Regions from separate parts of the Mus musculus genome. Here region 2 is linked to region 1. A link is a contact called in public promoter capture Hi-C data. All regions are on one chromosome and are shown on one strand. Each heading gives the region's core, a stretch centred on a gene start, on an enhancer-like site or on the middle of the called end of the contact. The rest is flanking DNA. Distances are from core to core; before and after follow the strand shown.

Evidence for each region. Capture Hi-C pulls out chosen DNA fragments and counts their contacts.
Region 2: a promoter capture Hi-C map of liver shows a contact between it and region 1. The contact joins two enhancer-like sites. A contact is called at or near these places in 9 of 39 promoter capture datasets (the 3T3-L1 cell line, the C10 cell line, cranial neural crest and 6 more), 1 of 484 Hi-C or Micro-C datasets (bone marrow-derived macrophages), 8 of 115 datasets of contacts at active chromatin or transcription factors (the NIH/3T3 cell line, astrocytes, bone marrow-derived macrophages and 5 more) and 3 of 9 other capture datasets (adipose tissue, liver and pancreatic islet).

What each region holds. Positions count from the first base shown.
Region 1 is chr11:61,859,441-61,864,372 of GRCm38.p6, reverse strand. No RefSeq gene overlaps it. Among named protein-coding and RNA genes, the nearest start is that of Ulk2, 6.8 kb to the right of the region's middle. Within about 2 kb of position 2,017, at least 17 of the 459 cell types and tissues checked have an H3K27ac peak or open chromatin away from gene starts, as enhancers often do. A contact at or near this core is called in liver, where this site is marked.
Region 2 is chr11:62,349,062-62,353,744 of GRCm38.p6, reverse strand. It overlaps Ncor1 (nuclear receptor co-repressor 1), which reads left to right. Exons shown (of 45, transcript NM_001252313.1): 25 at 411-511; 26 at 2,199-2,367; 27 at 4,252-4,392. Among named protein-coding and RNA genes, the nearest start is that of Ttc19, 70 kb to the right of the region's middle. Within about 2 kb of position 1,589, at least 8 of the 459 cell types and tissues checked have an H3K27ac peak or open chromatin away from gene starts, as enhancers often do. A contact at or near this core is called in liver, where this site is marked.

The DNA.
Region 1 (4,932 bases), core at 768-3,267:
TTATTTAAAATTTTTTTGTTTTTGTTTTTCAAGACAGGGGTTTCCTGTGTAGCCCTGGCTGTCCTGGAACTCACTCTGTAGACCAGGCTGGCCTCGAACTCAGAAATCTGCCTGCCTCTGCCTCCCAAGTCCTGGGATTAAAGGCGTGTGCCACCACTGCTCAGCTTTATTTAAAATTTTAATTAGCATACACAGCATTAGGTTTGATTATAGCTTTTTTAAACAAAATTTCTGTTGGTTTTCTTTCCCTTAACCCCCATTCCTTTTCTTCTACACACACACTTTTAGTATTTAAAGGCTAGTTCTCATTTTGGCTCCTAGGCTGGCGTTGCATGCCATAAACCTAAGCAATCCTCTTGCCTTTCTTAAATCTTTAGCAGGTGTGAATACAGGAGGTACGCACTATAACTCTAACTCAAAGGTGTGAATACAGGAGGTGCGCACTATAACTCTCTAACTCAAAGGTGTGAATACAGGAGGTGCGCACTATAACTCTCTAACTCAAAGGTGTGAATACAGGAGGTGCGCACTATAACTCTCTAACTCAAAGGTGTGAATACAGGAGGTACGCACTATAACTCTCTAACTCAAAGGTGTGGATACAGGAGGTGCGCACTATAACTCTCTAACTCAAAGGTGTGAATACAGGAGGTGCGCACTATAACTCTAACTCAAAGGTGTGAATACAGGAGGTGCGCACTATAACTCTAACTCAAAGGTGTGAATACAGGAGGTACGCACTATAACTCTCTAACTCAAAGGGGTTCTTTTTTTTGGGGGGGGGGGTTGGAAAAAGTCCAAATTCCTTATTAGTATTGAAGACAGACCTTAAACTAGGTATCTTTTCTAATTCTCATGGCTACTGCCCTTGCACAAAGTCATGTTTACACTTGGGAAGGTTCCCATCGCTGCATGTGGTGGTGCTCACCCGTAACCCCAGCACTCAGTAGGCACAAGGTGATTAAAGGTTTGAGGCCACCCTGGGCTACATACTTGTGCAAAAAAGGAAACACGGATGTTGAGGCTGTCCTGCTGCTGCCTCCAAAGTGCTGAAATGACAGGTGCCAGCAGGCCCATCTAGGTAGGATACAACAAAACCACTAAGTCTGTCCATTCAGGGGGCTTACTCTATTTCAGAAGCATAAGTGGGAGAAGGGTTACAGTAGATGGTACACGTGATCTTAACCCAGACATCAAGAAGTGGTAGAATGAAATAAATGTATGTAAGCTAGTTTAAGGACAAAGCTAAGTCTGGGCTGAGAGATGAGAAGTATAAGAGGGAGGACTTGATTTTAGAACTGGTGACCAGGGCTAGCATGCTAACAGGGTGGCACGAACCTTGGAAGAAGCAGATTCTGCTCACCCCAACATCTCAGGTCAAAGGAATGGTTCATGCAGAGGCCTCAGACAGAACTGTGCTTGGAGGCACCACCGAGAAAATGGGCCAGATCCTGTAGGGTCTCTCAGCTTTGACCTCTCCCCTGGGTGAAACGAGAGTGCTTTGGGGGGAGGAGCGTGTAAGCAACAACAAATCTCAGTTACTTGGGGGGAGGGTGTCTTCTAAAAAAACAGTTTTAGGTTCAAAACAAATCTAAGCAGAAAATACATAAAATTGGAGCTGGAGGGAAGATCGATCAGTGGTTAGAGCACTGAGTAGCCTATGCAATGCTCTAGGGCTGCCCAGCACTGGGAAGACTAGAGAGAATTCCTGTGTTGTCCCTGCCCTGGCAGCCTTCTTAAGTCTGAATCTACCACCCACCCCTGCCACCTCCAGACACACACACACACACACACACACACACACAGAATATGCTACATTGGTTGCGCCTCATGAACATACTTGCACACCTACTCACCAGCTTCATAGTCAGGATTGTAGCAAAGGCCAGTTACAAGAACTGCCCCCCTTGTTTGCTGAAGTGATTTTTTTTTTCCTACAAATAGATAACTAGGTTTTCCAAACACGTCTTCTGGTTTATCTTTTAAACAGTTGAATGTTCACTCATGAATCGATAAATTGGACCTCTGGATCATGCCTGTGTGTCACAGTCTCTGTGTCCTGCTGTGACTTGCTCTTATCAGAAAAGAATGGAACCAACTTCTGGTGGTACCTCAATCCTGTGTTTGCAGGATGCTTTACACGGAGTTCAAGTTGGCTCCTCTGTTTCTTTGTCTTTTGTGATGGGACCCAGGGCCTTGCACAGCTGGCCAGCCGTTCTGCCACAGAACTACACTCTAGCCCCTCCCCACTTCAGCACTGGATGACCCACTTGGTTTCTGTGCTTGTTGCCAGTAGGCTTTCCTGTTTCCTTCATGGGAGGCTGGGCACACCTGTGCTTCCTCTTGGAGAGGTAGGATGTCTGCGGTGCACTGTGTTTCTGACCTCTATCAAGAAACACGGGACAGAAGAGACTGCTTTGCAATCTGTGGTGAAGATGGAACACTTAACTTCCTCTTGAGTTAGACAAAGACACTGAATCTGCAGTTCTTCTTAGAGTGGGGGGAATAGGGAAATGTTTCTTCATGTTGCCAGTTACACAACTATAAATAAATCCTGATTAGCTACTAGGACTGCACTAAGAGAAATGATTTTAGAATAAGAAAATAAGATTACGGCCAGGCTTGGCGACATATACATTTGATCCCAAAACTCAGGAGGCAGAGAGGCAAGGGGATCTCTAAATCTAAGGCCAACATGGTCTACCAGAGCCAAGGATATATAGTGAGACCTGCCTTCACACACATGGGAGACCGGGGGGTGGGGGTGGGGGAGCACAAAACAACAACATGAGTTTGAGAACAGTCTAGGTTGCATAGGAGGGAGACCTGGTCCCCGGGTTGGGAGGACCTACGTAATAAATAAAAGCAAAAGAAATGTAGAGGAAGTCTGAATACCCTACTTTCAGCTGTCCTTGCCATTAGAAATGATATTCCGGGGACTGGAGAGGTGGCTCAGCAGTTAGGAGCAATGCCTGCTCTTCCAGAGGACCCAGGTTGAATTCGTAGCACCCAGGAAGTGGCAGCCCTAGTTCTAAGGAATCTGACGCCTTCAAACAATACATTTACACGCAGGCAAAACACCGATGCCTGTGAAAGAGCTTTGAAAGAAATGCTCTTCTGTGAAAGTAGAGGGCATGTGGCAGCCAAGAGCCATGCTTTGTCATGAGGAAGTGCTATATATGGATTTCCCCTTTTGTCAACATGTTAAAAACAAACAAACAAACAAACAAAAAACTTGGGGCTGGAGAGATGGCTCAGTGGTTAAGAATACTGGCTGCTCTTCCCAAAGGACCTGGTTTCAATTCCCAGTACCCACATGGCAGCTCACAATTGTCTGTAACTTCATTTCCAGGAGATCTGACACCCTCACACGGGTATGAATGTAGGCAAAACACCAATGCACATAAAACCATATACTTGAGGGTTAAGATTTCTCCCAATTTAGTGATTGTTGTTGCTACACAAAGGAAACTTAGGGAAAACTGGAGCTGGTGATTTCTTCTGGTTTGGTTTGGTCCAGGTTCCTGCCAAGGGGCCAGGAAGTTCACCAGTCACTTCTTTTACACCCTTGTCTCAGATATAGACACAATTTTTTAAAAAGGCAGTTTATTTGTCTATACTGCTATGAAAATATATTTGACTTTACTGAACCCCTGGTATTATCTTGGGGCCTTTAGGACTCCTCAAAATCCACAAATTGAAAAACACTGTACTAGCCAAGTGTGGCAGTGATTATATTTAAGAGAAAGTGAAGGTTGAATTGTTCTATCAGCTTACTAATCTGTGTGTGAACACACACCAATGTGTAAGTCTGTATTGTATGTAATATATATATATACATATATGTATATATATATATATATAAACACACACATACATACATTATATGGTGTGTGTGGTACATGTTTGTATATATGCTGTGTATGTGTTTAGTATGTATAGTGTGCATATGTGTGTATACATGTGGTATATATGTGTATATGTGCATGTGTATGTATATGTGGTATGTAGGGTATATATGTATATATGTGTGTGCAGGTGGTATGTGTGTATATGTGTAGTGTGTATATATATGTGTGTGTATATGTATATATGGTATATGTATATAAGTATGTGTGTATGTGTGGTGTATATATGAATGGTATATTTAAGTATATGTATGTATATGTATATATGCATGTATATGTGCATATGTGATGCTGAGGATAAAACCTAGGGCTTCACAGTTCCTAGACAAGAGTGTGAGCACTAAGCTTCAATCTTAGATTTGGTAAGTGTAAATAATTGGCTTCTTAATGCTGTTTGTTAAATCTGAGTATATCAAATTTTACACATTACCTTCTTTTTTTAGCCACTTGAATTTTATGATTATGCCAGGCACTGAGGCACATATATTTAGTCCCAGGACTCAGGAGGCAGAGGCAGGAGGAGCTCTGTGAGTTTGAAGCCAGCTTAATCTATAAAGTGGGTTTCAGGACAGCAGGGATGTTATGTTATAATTGAAATAACTTATCTTTGGGTTATTGAGATGATCTTGCTCTGTAGCCCTGGGTAGCCTGGATCATATAACCTCCTGCCTCAGTCTGCTGAGTACTGTGATTATAAGTGTATAGACCACCACATCACACTCTACTTCACAGTTGTGTGTGTGCATGTGTACCTGTGCAGTGTCTCTCCCAGGGAGACAGGTGGATCTCTACATAGCAAGTTCCAGAACAGCCAGGACTACATTAGAGTGATCCTATCTCAAAAAAAAAAGAAAAAAAACCAAACCCAACAAAATAAACAAGAAACATTTACTGTGAAATAATAGACATGGCATGTAATGTTGGAAAATTACAGCCTGCTCTGGAAGTTTTCCAGTTGGCATGATAACCTCAGAGATATTCTGTCCAGGCTCCCCTTAGAGGAAGGAGCTGACACACAACTGGA
Region 2 (4,683 bases), core at 340-2,839, 490 kb before region 1:
CCCAACACCAACTCTTTCCCCCTCAACATGCTCCCTCCCACTCTCATGTTCTCAGCCACTGCTCTCTCATTTTTTTGATAGTGCAGTTATTATTGCCTATATATGCATGTGTATTTGTGCCATCTACTGGATTATAGGCAGTCTACACATGTTTCTAGTTCCCTAAAGAGAAATTGCTTCTTTCCCTAAGCAGTTATAAGCTACCAGTAGTTCCTCTGCTAGGGGTAGGACCTTCATCAATCAGTTTGAACAATCCTTTTAAAGATCATTATGATATTATTTGAGCCATGCATTTCATTAGGATAATTTTTGTTATGCTTGCCCCATTCTGCTGTGTGAGAACTTGTATTGTGGAGTAGGGGCTGCTAGGAAGAAGGCAATGATTTAGTGATGGTTTTGTTTTCATTCAGGCACTGCAGGGGCTGTCCAAGAAGGAAGTATAACTCGGGGAACTCCAGCCAGCAAAATCTCAGTGGAGACCATTTCATCGTTGCGGGGCTCTATTACCCAGGTCAGTGCATGGGCCATCATCTCCTGGAGCCTGGAAAGCTGGATTTCTCAGGAGTTTTAGTTATAGCAGTGCTCTTGTTATAGCAGCATGGGTCATTGTTCTTTTATGAGTCCAGCTCTCAGTAATAAACCTCAGATCTCCAGACCTTTTCCTTTCCGGCTGCATTTTAACTCCAAGCCATGGTATCTATACTGTAGTTATTCAAGGTGTTACTACTCACCTGGAAATTGGCAAAAGAAACTTGCAGAAGATATTATAGTCCTTATGGACTTCCTGTAAAAGCTTTTATCATGTGCTTAGATTAAATAGAAATTGAGAAGAAAACAATGAGAAATGCTTCTTTGTGAAAAGGTATATTTGTGATCTCAATGTGTAAGCTGCTGTGTTCAAATTCATTGAGTACATCAGAGACTAAACAGAATCCTAATTTTGATTAATTTCTTTTTCTAGCTAGATATTAATTTTAACTTGAAATGTTAAAACACCTCCTTTTTAAAATTTTTACATGAATGAGAAAAGTAGTGAAGTTCATATAGTCTGCCTTTTATAAACACGGATACAGTTTTTGTATATTGTTACTAGCCTATTGTTGTGGTGTATCCTTGTTACCTAAGGTATTGTTACCAGCGGTGTGGACACCCACGACCCTGAGCACCAGCATCCCTTGAGAAGTTGCTGGTCATAAATGCTTAAGCCTTGTGCTAGAGTTGCTGGGTATGAGCTCCAGCAGCCTGGGCTTTCCTGAGCCTTTGGTTGATTCTGCTCAGGACATTGTGATTCAGAGTCACCCTGTTAAGACAATTTCCAGTGTCGTAGTTGTTATGGCTTATGCTGATTTAGAGCATGACGTAGAAACTCCCTGTCTCTCGTTACATATTCAGTCAAAGTAAGTTAACCCTTAAATGTACACAGAGAATATAAGTGGGCCTCTATGCTGTCTTCACTTCCTTCTTAACTTTCCAGCATCCAACGTTTTGTTTGTTAGGTAAATAGTTTTAACTGGGTCAAATGACACTCTGTTGTATCTATTTTAAGATTTGCTCATTGGGACAGAGTGCATGTTGAGGATTTCCTGATGTTTCTGCTGAACTTTGTTCATGACTGGGTATGCTGGACGCATTGCTCCTGTCTTTCACTCACCCCCTTTAAACATCTGTTTCAGAGCGTATTGCCTCAAGTTCAAAGTAGTAGAGATCCTACACAGAGGAGTGGGGTAGATCTGGTCTTCATTTTCTTTACAGCCCAATCTACCCACTTATACAGCGTCCTATACAATAGACAGGAAACAGTTTCCCTAAAAGGAAGGGCATAAAGACCTACTGTCAGTCTAGTGGAGGACTAATGATGGTAAGACTCAGGTGATGTTTCCTGACTGAATATCTCACTAAACAAGGCATCTGAGCCTCTCCTCTTATTGATGACCAAAGCCCAAGCACCAGCCATAGGTTTGGGGGGGACAAAGCTGTTTTACCTCATATGCTATGATCATCTGAGTTCTCTGTGATAGTAGAGTTGAAGGAGCGAGATCGGGGGTTTCTTTATGTCTACAGGGGTGAGATGTTTTGTTTCCTCTGTGCACTTTGTTTTTTTGAAGACTGACCTGACTCTCAGTTTCTTTATTCTTCATGGCTGTGCTGCTTCTCAGCATTAGTGACTCTTGGATGCTTGTGGGGTTTTTTGATGACAGGGGACCCCAGCTCTGCCCCAGGCTGGAATACCAACAGAGGCTTTGGTGAAGGGACCTGTCTCCAGGATGCCTATTGAAGAAAGCAGTCCTGAGAAGGTCAGAGAGGAAGCTGCATCCAAGGGCCATGTTATCTATGAAGGCAAAAGTGGACATATCTTATCATATGATAGTAAGTATTGTTTATTCATTGATGCCAATCTTAGAACGTGAGACTGAAAAACAGGCTCTGATTTTACGTTCTTACTATAGGTAAGTCAGTTTATTTTTTGCAGTCCTGTTTTCTCCTTGCGAAAGGGGATATTTTGTAAAAAAAAAAAATCAATTAAGACTGTCAGTTAAGAGTTGTAAGAGTGTGCAGAGCACAGGGGAAGTATATTGTAATTAACAGCTGACATTGTCAGTGACTAGTCATTCCTTAACCTAGAAAAAGAATCTTCATTTAACTTAAATGGAATAGCTTTTATTTTAATAGGGGTCATATTTTTTTAAGGTTAAGAACTAAGGAACAGATAATCTGATAATCAAGATGAGAATGTTAGACTAAACTCCCCTTAATAAAAATGTATCTGTGCCTGTTTTTCCCTCTATCAAATCTAGCCATCCGTCTTTTCCTTCGAGTATATTTTCTAAGAATGACTAATATATGCTGTAATCATCAGGCACAGGGCTGAGTTTGAGTTTTCTGACTACAACCGTGAAATAGTTATTAGCGATATCTTCTCTTTGTCTCTAATACAAAGAGATGAACAGAATACCTGATGTTGTGTAATCTACACTAATCTTATTTCTTACTTTAACACTTCTAGCGTAGATGAGCATTGTACTTTGGGGAGAGGGAAAGAAGCTAGAAATCTAGGTATCTTTCTTTTTCTCTATCTCTCTTTTTTCATCTCCAGCATATTACAAAATCATTTAGATTGTTTCCTAAAGTCTCTGCAATCAATCCCTTATTCTGCCTGCAGCCATTACCTTTGGTCTGGACACCTTAGGGTGCTGACTTCCCTGGAGTAGTCACCATGCTTCCTGCTTTACCTTTGTGACCTTAAAGGATGAGTACAAGACTGTCCCATGCCAGCAACAGCCCACTCCACGGTCTCCTTTTGCTTACCCCTACAGGTTTTTTTGATTGCTCCTTTTCCTCTCAGCCCGAAACTTTGCTGCCTAACTTCCATTCTTCACATTGGCTTTGTACTGAGCTGATGATGTTTCTTTTAAGGTAGCATGCTCTGTCATTCTTGAGGTATCTGAGCCTGTTCCTTCTGCCTGTGCCATTGTTTCCTGCTTTTATATTGGACAGAAGCATCTCTCTTACTTGTCCTTCAGTTCTCAGCTTGCCTTTTCTGGATGGACTTGGACATGTCAAGTTTCTGTCTCATCATTCTTGCAGCATACTGTAAATTTCCTTCCATAATATGCATTACATTGGACAATAAGACCTATTAGTTTTGTTAGTATTTTTTGTTTATGTGTGTGTGCGTATGCATGAGCCACATTTTTTTCTTAATTCATGTGTGTTCCTGTGGAAGCCGGAAAAGGCCATCAGATCCTTTGGAACTAGAGTAGTTGTGAGGCCCATGATGCAGGTGCTGGGAACTAAACTCAGATCCTGTGGAGGAACACTGAGTACTCTCAATTGCCAACCCATATTTGCAGCCTGGGCATATTTTTTTATACCAACCACTATTAGGTAAGTTTCTTGAGAAGGGACTTAGTTTGTTAACCTGGAAGCCTTAGCTTGGCACACAGGAGCCATTCAGTCAATGCTGCAGTAAACCAAAGTGTTTTCCTGGGCGCTGTCTACACAAATATGTGTTAGAGCAAATCTTTGTTTTGTTTTGTTTTGTTTTGTTTGGGGCAGAGTCATGCTCTACAGCCCCTTCTGACCTATTTAGACCAGGCTAGCCTCAAACTCATAATGATCCATCTATCTCTGCCTGCTGAGGGCTGGGATCAAGTGGTTTTTATAAGACTAATCTAATACTAAGGTCTTAGTTTACTGCACATTATAAATAGGCCTTAGGCTCTGAATAATTCTTGTTTCTATATTCTACAGATATTAAGAATGCCCGAGAAGGGACTCGGAGTCCAAGAACAGCTCATGAAATGAGTTTAAAAAGAAGCTATGAGGCAGTGGAAGGAAGTATAAAGCAAGGCATGTCGATGAGGGAGTCTCCTGTGTCAGCACCTTTAGAGGGTAAACCTGCCTCAGTGTTCCTCAGATGCATTTCACTCTGTGTGGTAGTGCTGTCATATTGGGCTTAATCACTGGCATTTCTACCTGAAATTTATTAATATAATTTTAAATTTACGTCATATCACTGTATGGCTCACTGGCACTTTAGAGTAGAAGGAAGTAAAAACTGAATCTAATGGTCATAGTGGAGGGGACTGTTAGTTTAGATGCTTTAGCTATTGTAGAACTACCTCCTGGTTCAGTGAATCTAAGAATCTAAGTCCTGTGGCGGGGGATACAAAACTCATTTTC